2 separate regions of the Hordeum vulgare genome follow, and region 1 is linked to region 2. A link is a contact called in public Hi-C data. All regions are on one chromosome and are shown on one strand. Each heading gives the region's core, a stretch centred on a gene start, on an enhancer-like site or on the middle of the called end of the contact. The rest is flanking DNA. Distances are from core to core; before and after follow the strand shown.

Evidence for each region. Hi-C and Micro-C count contacts between places; a contact is called where the count stands out from the background.
Region 1: a contact with region 2 is called in a Hi-C map of seedling, with 6 times the contacts expected there. The contact joins the promoter of LOC123409699 here to the promoter of LOC123411276 in region 2. A contact is called at or near these places in 5 of 6 Hi-C or Micro-C datasets (leaf and seedling) and 1 of 1 datasets of contacts at active chromatin or transcription factors (embryo).

The regions. Positions count from the first base shown.
Region 1 is chr7H:536,514,472-536,517,171 of MorexV3_pseudomolecules_assembly, forward strand. LOC123409699 (CDPK-related kinase 3) reads left to right here and starts at 1,429. Exons shown (of 11, transcript XM_045102562.1): 1 at 1,429-2,402. The coding sequence starts at 1,773.
Region 2 is chr7H:536,311,214-536,313,913 of MorexV3_pseudomolecules_assembly, forward strand. It overlaps LOC123411276 (NADH dehydrogenase [ubiquinone] 1 beta subcomplex subunit 9), which reads right to left and starts at 1,360. Exons shown (of 5, transcript XM_045104208.1): 1 at 1,114-1,360; 2 at 978-1,019; 3 at 794-875. The coding sequence starts at 1,239.

The DNA.
Region 1 (2,700 bases), core at 179-2,678, 200 kb after region 2:
TGAGTAGTAAATAAAATATAGTTTATGTTGAATCTTGTAATATTAACATGCTATTGTAAATATCGATAAATCTTCTATATATTTGGTCAAAGTTAACAAAGTTCAACATAACTTTGTTTTTTGCAACGAAAAAAGTTTGACTTAATTCAATGTCAATATGCACTATTTTAACATGGAAATAATATATAATAAAAAGGTAACTGCTGTAATGTTACTTTTACAAGTTCAGTCCACACGCTTTCACCAATATTAGAAGGGTGTTGCATCATGGAGGTTGTTGGGTAAACTCACTTTGTTTCAAAATAGAAAGTGTATTTTCTTTAAAAGTCATACATTTTATGTATCATTTAATTACATAAACTCTACCCATTGCAGCAGCTATAATCACAAATCGATGTCATGGCTGGCTTGTTGGAGTGATTCCTACGTCTGTTCACAATGCCCTTGTAATGGTGATTGCCATCGTTGTCTGTCTTCTCATGACTAGGGATGTAGGCGGGCATCTCGCATAAGCCCACATAAATATAATGTTAGTTTAAACTAAACTAAATCTAACTAAAAGAATTATAACTAAGCTAAGATATTTTTGCTTTGAAGCGGGGCTGATCGGACACCGCTCTACATCCCTACTCACGACAGAAGATGCATGCAATGACTCCATTCTTGTTTGGAGGTTTTATCCACAAATTTTGAACTACATCTACATGTCAATCGGTTGCATTAACGCGCAGCAGCACGTGACCTTCGTTAAAAAGTTGTGGCCTCTCAATGAAATCCGCAACCAGCTCGGAACCAAATTGTAAATCCTGCAACAAACATCAACATATGCAAGCAAAAAAAAAACACACCCTACATTGAACCCACCCTGCAAAAAAAAAAAGAACATTGGTAATCCATGAAGAAAAAAATACTCTACCATATATGACTGTAAACATTTATGTGGGAGCATTATTGGGCCGACATGAATGTTAGCTTTTCGTTTTTCAAACTTCCAATCAATCAGACAAACGAAAACAAAAGCAGCGCAAAGAAAGAAAAGATGACCTAAAAACCAGGAAGGCAACACTAAAATCCATTAAAAGCGGCCTGCTTGAATCACCCACTCCTACACTGAAAACGGGCAGGTCTCGCGCTGTGATGAAACGGGTACAAGTGGACAACGGTGGCACCAACTGCCCTCACCCTCACACGGCCACCGTCGCATCGCACGCAACACCAAACGCCCCCACCACCCCGGCCCCACCTGTCACTCACCCCGCATTTACTACCGCCACCTCCTCGCTTGCCTTTCCCGTCCGCCTCCTTTCGAATTTTCCACGCACGGCCGCGGTACGCCGATGACGGGCGGGGCCCCCGCCCGGACGCGGCCCCACGGACCAGAAAGGCGCCGCGCTTGAATTTCCTCCTCCCCGTACGAGCGGGCGAGCGAGCGAGGGGAGATCTCACTTTCTCCCTCGCGCCCGGCCTTTTTACGTTCCGCCCCCTGGCGGGGAGCCGGGTTCGCAGTCGCCTCCCTCGCTCGCCTCTCCCGGCTGTTACCCGAGGGGCGAGGAGAGAGAAACGCGACGCCATTTTCCCTCTCTCGCTCCTCCCCTCCCCCTCTTCGTCCCCACATTTCCGCCTTCGCGACGAGGGCGACGACCCGCGCCCCCTCATCCCGCGCGCGCCGGTGCGGCCGTGTCCGGGCTAGCTAGCGAGCTCGCCGGGCCCCAAACCCTAACCCTAGCCCGAGCGGTCCTCCGCCTCCGGCAGGCCGAGGCGGGGGCCCGGCCATGGGGCAGTGCTACGGCAAGGGCGCGTCCTCGCGCGGCGCCGCCGGGGAGGACGACTTCGGGGTCGTGGCGGAGACGCACTCGCCGCCCCCGGCCAACGGCGCTGCGCCGCAGACGCCGCCGCCGCGGCACCCCGCGCCGGCCGCCTCGGCCGGGATCCCGAGGCGCCGCAAGTCCGGATCGACCACGCCCGTGCACCAGACGCCCGGGGTCGCCTGGCCCAGCCCGTACCCCGCGGGGGGCACCAGCCCGCTGCCGGCCGGGGTGTCGCCCTCGCCCGCCAGGTCCACGCCCAGGCGCTTCTTCAAGCGCCCCTTCCCGCCGCCCTCACCCGCCAAGCACATCAAGGCCACGCTCGCCAAGAGGCTGGGCGGAGGGAAGCCCAAGGAGGGGCCGATACCGGAGGAAGGCGGGGTTGCTGCCGGCCCTGGCCCTGGGGCCGTCGCGGATGGGGCGGAAGCGGAAAGGCCATTGGATAAGACGTTCGGATTCGGGAAAAACTTCGGGGCCAAATACGAGCTCGGGAAGGAGGTGGGGAGGGGCCATTTCGGGCACACCTGCTCGGCCGTCGTGAAGAAGGGCGAGTACAAGGGCCAGACCGTCGCCGTCAAGATCATCTCCAAAGCTAAGGTGAGGGACCTGTGGTGCTATACTGATCTCAATCTTCATCTCTGGGATTCTTTTTCCTTTCAAATTTAATCCGTTTCCGTTGCCGTAACCGCCATGCATTTCGTGCCATTGCGTAGCTAGTAAGGGAAATATATCGTACCCGTTGATGATCTGAATGATCGAGATTGAATGATAGGAGCACCTTGGTGATTCCTTTTTTACTCTCTAAATTTTAGGATCACTCTTAGATTTCTCACCGAGTCTTGCGCGAATGGGAATATGGGAAATTTACGTACTTGTCTAATTGATGTGGTTATAG
Region 2 (2,700 bases), core at 110-2,609:
GTTACAGGTTATATGATCTTAAGATGTTACAGTATCGACAATAACCCATCTGAAAATGTGACAGTTTCTCACTTTAATCTAAAGCCTAAGCACATTAACTATCGATTATGAATCAAAAGTATGCACAACATTATTTATTTATTTTTCTAAAAAATGCTATTCTGCAGAACAGAATGTGTATCATAAAGCTGAAGCAGCCTCTATTCTCAAGAACAAACTGATGGTAAATAAAATTTGGCCTGAATCAGATTAGCATTCCCCTGAAATGAATATGTAAAAAGTCTGTACATCTCTGGCTTGAGAATGTTACGTTTGCAGTGAAGGTTAACACTGACTAAGATATGAAGATCATGTCACTACTCACTACAGTGGTTAGTTGAGACTAAACAACACAGCTCACGCCTCAAACAAATATTGGCACCCTAAGATAACCTGAATTATTTCTTAAGAGAGGAGGACACTCCTCTATAAATGAAAGCTAATAAGTAGTTTTACAAACCAGCAAAATGGAAGAACATGATAATGTGATGAACTACGTGATGACAAAACATGTCTGCAAGCAATCAATCACTAAAAAAATGCAGGCATGAGCTCGCAGCTTCAGTAAACAATAGAAATTCATCGGTCCTGAGTGTTAAAAAAACATTCCCGACTGAATGATCGGATACTTAATGTTCAACAGCCTACCGAGACAACTGCACGTATCACGCTACATGATTTACATCGCAGCATCGCGTCCACAAACAGAGGCACCAACAGCAGGAACGAAGGGCGAAACCATTTCAAGGCTTACCAATGTAAGGATCCGGGTGCTGGAAGTTCCTCTGCTGTGCCTCCGCATCCTCGATGAGCCTATCGATCACGTCCAGGTTCTCCTGCGACACACACACACACAGGAAATCCATCAGAACACCACGGGGATCGGCGTCAGATGCGAATCGTAGAGAAAGGGGGGAGACGCGAATCGCCAGTCTTACCACATTTCTGTTGGCCTCGAACTTGTCCCTGAGCTCGGACGCCTGCACGGGGGGGGGGGGGGGGGGGGGGGAACACGGGGTCAGATCCGCGAAGGGGCGGGGAGATCGGGGGATGGTGGGGGAGAGGGGCGCTCACATCCTGGTAGAAGAGGTGGCGGTGGACGGCCCAGTTGAGGGTGTCCTTGAGCGCGCGGCGGTAGAGAAGCCGCACCCGCTCCTTCTGCCCCGCGCGCCGCGCCAGGTACCCCGCCGTCGTCGACATCGACCTCGCCGCCGCAGCCGCTCCTTCTTCTTCTCCGGAGTTTCTCTCTCCACTCCTCTGCGTTGGTGGATTCGGATGGTGAGCGGAGGAGGAAGGGACCCGATCGGGAAGCCCAAGTGCTTCGGTGGGTGGGCGACTACCCCGGCACGGGCTTCATGGGCTTTAGTTCGGCCTCTCAGGACTGAGTTAAACGCAATAATCCTACACCAACGGACAAACGTTTTACAAATCTATCCAACTAATTATTTCGGCATTTCCTATTTAGCACCACAGGCATCAGTTAACTTGCATTTTTGTTAACTGGCGCCTGTGGCCTTGTGAATGGGCCGGCCCATATAGGCGTCGTTTGATTCTTTTTTTGAAAATTGTATGAATTTATATGAATATTGATGAACATTTTTTAATTTCAGCGAATATTTTTAAGATTGATGAAATTGTTTGAATACTGATGAATTTTTTAATTTGTATGAACATATTCTTGAAAATGGATGATTTTCTTTAAGATTTATGAACTTTTTTCAGTTCAACGAACTTCTTTATAAATACATGAACTTTCGTTGAATTCTTATGAACATTTTACAAATTTATTGAACTTTTTAAATATCTAATTAACTTTTCCTAAATTGACGATATTTTTTCATTTTCAATGAACTTTTTTTAAAATTGATGTACTTTTTTCAAAATTGATGGACCTTTTTCAAAGATATGACCTTTTTTTCAAATGGATGAACCTTATTTCTGTAAATCTGTAAACCTTTTCTGATTTCATATTTTTAATTTCGTAACAAAAAATAAAAAATAAAAACTGGGCAGCACTCCAATGGGCCAGCCCAGGCCAGCGGCGCTTTAGGTGCCGGATCGTTAACGGGCGCCTGCAGTTCTGCATAGGAGCTCCCATTTATTTCTCCCTTTTGTCTCGAAAAAATGAATTCTTTCTCCACCCCTCCCCCCTCCTCAGAATTTCGCATACATGGGCCCATATGAACACTGTAAATGCATTTGAACAAATGTTCGTAAATTTAAAAAATATACAGAAAAAAAAATTGTCCGTACGAAAAATATTCATCAATTCAAAAAAATTTCACTCATTAAAATATATTCATGAATTAAAACAATTGTCATGGATTTCAAAAAAACACCCAAATTTAAAAAATATAGAAAAAAATTCCAAACGAAAAAATGTTCGTGATTTTTTATAAATATCAGAAATTTCAAACAATCAATGATTCAAAAAATACTCACGGGTTACAGTGTTTTCTTGCAATTTCAACAAATGTTCATGAATTTGTAAAAAAATGTGGAGAAATTTAAATATGTGCATGAGTTAAGAAAAATGTTATCAGATTTGTCATAAATGTTCAAAAATTCATTAAAAAATGATACACTGAAAATATTTGTGAGTTTGAACATTAATGAAAAGGAGAAAAGAGAAGAAAAAGAAAGTTAAAGTTAAAATAAAAA